2 separate regions of the Canis lupus genome follow, and region 2 is linked to region 1. A link is a contact called in public Hi-C data. All regions are on one chromosome and are shown on one strand. The core of a region is the stretch at or near the end of the contact, and the rest is flanking DNA. Distances in the headings are between cores, read along the strand shown.

What was found. Hi-C and Micro-C count contacts between places; a contact is called where the count stands out from the background.
Region 2: a Hi-C map of blood shows a contact between it and region 1, with 6 times the contacts expected there. The contact joins two enhancer-like sites. A contact is called at or near these places in 5 of 9 Hi-C or Micro-C datasets (amygdala, blood and liver).

The regions. Positions count from the first base shown.
Region 1 is chr13:2,802,325-2,805,872 of UU_Cfam_GSD_1.0, reverse strand. No RefSeq gene overlaps it. Among named protein-coding and RNA genes, the nearest start is that of YWHAZ, 90 kb to the left of the region's middle. Within about 2 kb of position 1,467, at least 14 of the 20 cell types and tissues checked have an H3K27ac peak or open chromatin away from gene starts, as enhancers often do. A contact at or near this core is called in blood, where this site is marked.
Region 2 is chr13:2,877,522-2,881,599 of UU_Cfam_GSD_1.0, reverse strand. The region is part of intron 3 of YWHAZ (14-3-3 protein zeta/delta); the gene reads left to right. Among named protein-coding and RNA genes, the nearest start is that of YWHAZ, 15 kb to the left of the region's middle. Within about 2 kb of position 1,924, at least 3 of the 20 cell types and tissues checked have an H3K27ac peak or open chromatin away from gene starts, as enhancers often do. A contact at or near this core is called in blood, where this site is marked.

The DNA.
Region 1 (3,548 bases), core at 218-2,717:
ATCCAAGTAAAATAATAAATATAAACTGCTTTACAAAATCATACAAAAGTAAGGAGTTAAAGAAAAATGAGGAGTTGCCAATATTGTGAATGTGTTGTCATGACCGACGCCTGATCTCTTGACCACTCTGTCCTCGAGCTGTTTGCTTAATGTTGTAAGGACTGAAGTGTGATGCTGATATTAGCTAACGTGGGTTGGTAGCTTACGTCACTTATTCCCCCTATGAACTAAGTAGCATTATCCCCACTTTACAGACTAGAGAACTGAGGCCTGGAGAGTTTATGTAACCTGTCTAAATTAAACAGAGAAGGGTTTGAACTGGAGGCATTGTCACTTTGGTCCCCAGCTTTTAACCATTATTGAGCCATGACGGTGTGCCAGGAGCTATGTGAAGCAGGTGATGAAAATTAACTTACTGAATCTTCACAAATCTATGGAATGAATACTGTGATTGTTCATAACTGAGCCAGAGATTACCTGTCTCCTGCCACAAGGTCACAGAACTAATAGATATTGGGGCTCAGGTTCACCCCAGGGATTCTTACTATACAGTACACACGTTTAACTCTTGCACTGAAATGATAGGCTTTAAGGAGCTGCATAAATCAGCTTCCAAATAACCATTGGGGTGGGCATTCATTTAAGGTGATTTCTGTTATTGGAGGACTTGAGCTATTTTTTTTAAGGTTCAAAATCTCATCCGTGGTGAATAATTTCATCAGCCTTCTCACATCATCCATGATCATGCATTGGCTGCAACAGACATCCACTATATACCTTCATAGAAAGCACTGGACGTGGTGCTGTAGGGGCTGCAAAGATGAACAGGAGCAGTCTGTACCCTCCGGGAGTGTCTGTCCAAGCTGGCAGACAGACACGTGCAGGAAAGCACCATAGAGAGGATGCTTCGGTGGCTCAGCAGTTGAGCACCTGCCTTTGGCTCAGGTCATGATCCTGGGGTCCCAGGATCGAGTCCCACATCGAGCTCCCTGCAGGGAGCCTGCTTCTCCCTCTGCCTATGTCTCTGCCCCTCTCTCTGTGTCTCTCATGAATAAATAGGCAAAATCTTAAAAAAAAAAAAAAAAAAAAAGGAAAGTACCATAGAAAACAGATTGGTGAGATGCCTTGACAATATGTATAGGAGTCTGGAGAGAATTCTGTGGCATTTGCTGGCTGTGGGGTTCCCTGGTCCCCCAGCAGATGGGGGGCAGGTGTGGCGGGTGGGAGGGTTTTAAGTGGCGCCTGCAGCCAGGGGACAGATGCAGGGCTGAGCTGTTACTCAGCCCACTAGCTCCTCTGCTGGTTCCAATCTGTAAGAAAGGATGATTTGGTCTTTGCATCCAGCTGGTCACATGTCACAGGCAGCTCTGTTTTCCCTGCCCATGCCTTCCCTGCCCAGGGCATGGGCAAATTTCAGAACCGGGAGGTTCTGTGTGGTCACACAAGAACAGACCCTTCTCTCAGCATTTCTGGCCCTGTCGTGGGGGCATACAGCCCTTGGGACACCCTTCCCCCACCCATTTCCCAACTGATGATTAACTGTAGCTGAGGACCCAGCATTACATAAGAGGATTATGAAACTGTAACTGGGAGGTAGGTGCTGTGTGTATATAAATAGACACAAACCTCATTGCTGTGCTACTTTAAGACTCAGAGACATCTAGTGGCAGAAAATTATATCTGCAGGCCTAGCAGTTTCTCTCCAAATAAGTGACTTTTAAGAAGTTCTAATTTGTGAAACTTTTGTACATACCCAAATTGGAAAACTTGCATTAAACTACTTTGAAAGAAAAGGAATGTACAGGATTTTCCCTTGTAAGAGTACAGTATTGTCTTTCATTAAAAAGTGCCATATGCCTGCCTGAAGCCTGTTCTCCCCAAAGTTTTATTATTTATTTTTTTTAAGATTTTATTCCTGAGAGACACACAGAGAGTCAGAGACACAGGCAGAGGGAGAAGCAGTAACTTCGATATGGGACTCGATCCTGGGACCCCGGGATCATGCCTTAGGCGAAAGGCAGATGGTCAACCACTGAGCCACCCAGGCGTCCCTCCCCAAAGTTTTAAATGCACATGATTGTGTACAGTGTGTGAAAGAGAAAATTAGGATAGAATGAATCTAACATCCTCTACACACCCGTCACAATGCTGAACTTTTCTTTTTTTTAATGCTGAACTTTTCTGAAGTGATTATGTTTTGTACCAACTTCATAATTACTACCAAATTAGCCTTACAGATGAACCTACATAGCTTGAGCATCTATTAAGCCGAGTATTTAGGAGAATAGGCAATGAGGAAGCTTCCCCACAATACAGACTAGAAAATAAGTTTCCTTGGCTGGAGGGGAAATAACCCTGCAAGAGAAACAATTTAAGGATGGGCATTGGTGGGTCCCCAAGAGACCACAGGCTGAGACCCGGGGAGACTCTGAGATATGCTGTGGAAAGCCAGAGTGAAAGCAGCAGTGGGACTGGTGTTATGCTTCCCTGGCAGCGCCCCGAGGAAGTGGCAAGACTAGAGAAAAAGTGGCTGCACGCCTGACCTGACAGGTGGGGCTTACGCAGCCTCCCAGACTTTCCCATGCCCCAGAGTAACACAAAAACCGCATAGAAATGTGTGGATAGCATAGAAGTAGAAGGCTCACCAAACCTCTTGAATTGCTGACTGAGAACAAAGCGGGGCACGGGGTGGCCTGGCAGCTGCCCACGTGGCCAGATGACATCCCACCGACCAGCAGCACCTCGATAGCAGGAGACTCTCCATTACTCAGATACCAGACTGGGGAAAGAGGTGGAGGAGTAAATCCCACACTGGGCGACCCTATGTTTTGCCACCCCAGTGGGATGGAGATGCAAAATAGATATTAAATCGAGCTATAGAAAATGACAAAAGTATTTGGTACCTGTAATTGTGGACTGAGATGTATGTTACATACTGGCTGTGTATTTATAGAACAAAATAGAACGTTTAGATATAACTATAGGATATTTGGAAGAAAACTATTTCTCTTGATAGTAGCTTAAACACACACACACGCATGCACGCATGCACACGCACGCACACACACACACACACACTTGTGTATTAGTCAAGATCCCTGCTGGAAACAGATGGTACACTCAAAATGAGCAATTTACAAAGTTATGGGGAGAATTCCCAGAAACAAGTAAGCGATCACACAGAACCCGGGGGTTGACCAAAGCGAGAAACTTTATAGCACTACACTTGATGGGGAATGAGGGGGGTATACAGAGGGGATGATGGCTGCCTGGACAGGGCCTCCAAACAGGAGCTGTGGAATTTGCTAGAAGGACACAGTCTACAGCCTGCAGCATATCCTTGGCATTGGTTCAGGGAAGGAACTTGGGGAATATATCCTGATCTCATGCTTCCACTCTCTGATCTTTGCCAGTGCACCCCCATTTGGAAAACCCAGGCAGTGGCCAATAGGCCCAGGAAGTCATCAGTGGTGCCCACGTGGGTCTGCCTCCCCAGGCACAGAAAAGAAAGGAAAAGGGAGAAAGTGGAGTTAGTGGGGCAAATGGAA
Region 2 (4,078 bases), core at 675-3,174, 75 kb before region 1:
GTCTGCCTTCGGCTTAGGGTGTGATCCTGGAGTACCAGGATGCAGTCCCACATCGGGCTCCCTGCATGGAATTTGCTTCTCCCTCTGCCTGTTTCTCTGCCTCTCTCTTTCTGTATCTCTCATCAATCAATAAATAAAATCTTTAAACAAAATAAAAGAAGACTTTGCTCACTGGGTTGACCTGCAGGTAGATACGCTTGTTGATTTATTTATTTTAATATAGGAAAGACTCAATTGAATTTAATTTGCAAGGAGTGTTCAATTTTTCTTGTATTGGGATTTCATTTACTTGAATTGTTTTTTAAAAGATTTTACTTATTTATTCATGAGAGACAGAGAGAGAGAGGCAGAGACACAGGCAGAGGGAGAAGCAGGCTCCATGCAGGGAGCCCAATGCGGGACTCAATCGTGGGACTCCAGGATCACGCTCTGGGCTGAGGGCGGCGCTAAACCACTGAGCCACCCGGGCTGCCCTACAAATGCTTTTCTGAAAAACACCTGCATGCTGATCCAAGACTGATGAACTTGTCTGCTCATATTTTTTTTTGCTTCTGAAAACATAATAAACACCATTGCCCAGAGTTTAGAACGTAGACCTGCTTGGACCACATTTAACCCAGGGACATTAAAATCTTACCTCCAAATGCATTATTTTTAAAATGCAGTTCTATGGAATTGACAGTTGAGGGCAGTATTATGTATAGGAAGGCTCTAATATACTTAACAAGTTCTCAATTCAGTAATTTGAGTACTTTACTAAGGTGTTTGGAAGATGTTTAGAAATAGTGATATATTGAGGACTACTTTTCAGTTTCCCCTTTGGTTGTTTTTATTTGATAGGCTTATCAGGCAAAGTAATTGGATCAAAGGGATAAGACTTGAAGAATAATCGTGTAATTTTTCTAAAAATAAAGGAAACTGGGGCAGCCCTGGTGGTGCAGCGGTTTGGCACCGCCTGCAGCCTGGGGTGTGATCCTGGAGACCCAGGATCAAGTCCCACATCGGGCTCCCTGCTTCTCCCTCTGCCTCTCTCTCTCTGTGTCTATGAATGAATAAATAAAATCTTTAAAAAAAATAAAAATAAAGGAAACTAAAATATGTACTACCTTTTAAAGGTATGGTAGAATCTAGCACAAGCTGTGCAAACTTTTGGAGTTTGAAATTTTTATTCATTTTATGACTTTGAGCTAGTTATTCCATCTCTAGCTTTATTTCCCCATCTTCAAAATGGCAGTGAGGATCTACCTTGAGGATGTTTTGAGAATTACTGACTGAATACACACCCATGGTGATATTAAATAACAAATATACTGCTTAACCTTTTTTTGTATCTCTGATGGTCACTTCAGTGTTGTTTAATTAATTTTGAGGTTAAATATAAGAATTTTGATTAACTGCTTAAACTTCTTATATTTAATGTTTATTTTATAAGCTCCCTGTGCTATTAAAAAGTATAATAAATATTAAAAGCCCCCCCCCCTTTAAAGATTTTATTTATTTATTAGAGACAGAGAGAGAAAGAGGCGCAAAGGCAGAGGGAGAAGCAGGCTCCATGCAGGGAGCCCGACCTGGGAGACTCACATCCTGGGCTGAAGGTGGCACTAAACCGCTGAGCCACCTGGGCTGCCCAAAAGCCCCTTTTCTTAAAAAAATCTTGACAACTTAAGAAAATGAACACAACCACAAATAACAAAGACTTCATGTTGGTTGAATGTGAAAGACTTCACCTTTTTTAAAAAAGCAACGGATAATATCTAGTCCCACTAGGAAGTTCATAATAATATAGAGTGTGCATGTGCAAATTAAAAAACTATGAAAAATGAGGCATTTTAAACAAGTGTTTTGTGGTGGAAATACTTGGTTAGCGACCAGCCCAGGTCACGGTTGATGCCAACTCTAAAAAGGGTTCTGCGTCAGAGGAGGAAGAGGAAAGCCCCTAAGCATGTCAGAACAATTTTAGCAGTTAACACCTAGTGCTCTGTAAATTCTCCTACCATTTACTTTTTTTTTTTTTTTTTAATTTTATTTATTCATGAGACACAGAGACACAGACAGGCATAGGGAGAAGCAGGCTCCATTCAGGAAGCCCGATAATGGCACTTGGTCCCGGGACTCCAGATCACAGGACTCCAGGATCACACCCTGAGCCAAAGGGTAGACGCTCAACCACTGAGCCACCCAGACGTTCCTCTGAACCTGATTTAACTTAGCAATTCCTCATCCCACTTAACTGTGAGTCCTTTCAACCAGCTGATTTTTCAGAAATGCATACAAAATGTTCTAGAACACCAGGCTGTCAGCATTTTCTGCAGATGTTTTTTGATTCATTTTGGGAGAAAACTTCAGGGAGCAACTACTATAGCTGTCAGCAGGAATTAGGATTACGTTTTTGATTTTTAATATTCCTTAAACACCAAGGTTAATATATCGTGGTTTTCTCTAATTCAGTTGTTGACTTTATAGAAGTTAAATGGTGAGGATTTGCCATTTATTTATTAATAGAAAATGTATTCAGTTAAGTGATTGATTAGAATTCATTGATTAGAATTCTCTCTGATCCCATCCTTGAAAGTTAAGTAGCTCTGTTTTTTCATACTAAATGACCTTATTCATAGGACACCTAAAATTTTATTCTTGTAGATCAATAAAGCATAGGAAGGTGAGTTTAAGTCAAAATGTCTGCAAATTAGTTCTTGAAACAGCCCGATTCATTAGCATTTTTGGTGAAGCATTTTTCTAATTGGTTGGTTGGAAGCAACTAAGTTGCAGTTCAAAGAAATAAGTCCATTCCAGCCACAAGGGGGAGCAAGAGACTAATTTCCAAGTTGATGGGCTCCTATTGGCAACAAAAAAGCCTGCTTTTTTTAGATCTAGGAATGATAAAAGGCTCCGTGGCTCTGCAGAGTAAAGTGAAAGTTCTGGGAATATTCTCTGCACAGAATTATTCTTGCTTAATTCGCAAGACTAGAAATTTGACTTTACGCAATGTGCTGTAATATTGGAATTAAATTTCCTGTTGAGGTTATTGCTAAAAATGACTTCAGAATGTTGCAAGTTTTATAATAATAAATTGGGAGTTGAACTTTATAGAATCATTGAACTTCAGGCTTGAAGAAGCATCCACCCTAGATTTTTTATTTTCACAGGTAAGAAACTGAAGCTCAGAGGTTCAGTGACTTCTATTAGGTCATACCCTAAACATAATATTTTCTATCTCTTACTGTATCACCTTAGTTGTAGACTGAGACATGATGTTTACTCTCCTACAAGTATGAGTTATTGGGGATTGTTGGGATAACTGGAAAAATTACCTCTTTAATTCCATTAAGAACAATGGCTTCAAATTTAGACTATATTTTAGGATTCTAATACTTAAATGGAAATAATGAGAATCTCATTTGAAAGCCTTTGTGCCTCAGCTTCCTGCCCCCTTTTCTCTTTTAACCACTGGAATTTTTCATGCATGATTTGTATGAAAGCCATTTATCTGTGTGTTAACCTCTCTTCATTTCTTTTCATGGAAGAGGGCCATGGTAGTACAGTCTAAAACAGAGGAATGGGTTATGAGAGCTTGATCTTTCCCATTCACATATTTGGTGAGGTCAAGTCAAAGGAGACATACTCCAGGCATATTTTCAAATTGCAGTCCATAAAAGTCTCATTAGGGGTTCATTTGCTTTGATATTCTGGGGGCTATTTACTGTTTGCTAATGACATTTTATGTATATTTTTCTTAATGGAAATTAAATTTGGCGCTATTGGTGGAATACTCTAAGAAAAAGTAAGAACCTCCTTTCTAACCCTTGTATTTTTGTTTATAAATGCATCAGCACTTACCAATCCAGTAAGGAAATTTGAAAAACACAATTGAGCACAAAAAGTATATGAGGATGGAGAACAAAATCACTGGTATTGTCATTGTTCTAGAAATACTATTAAAAAAGATTTTTTTTTTAAGATTTTTCTTTAAAACATATATTTTAAAGATTTTATTTATTGATTGATGAGAGACAGAGAGAGCAAGAGGCAGAGACACAAGCAGAGGGAGAAGCAGGCTCCATGCAGGGAGCCCGATGTA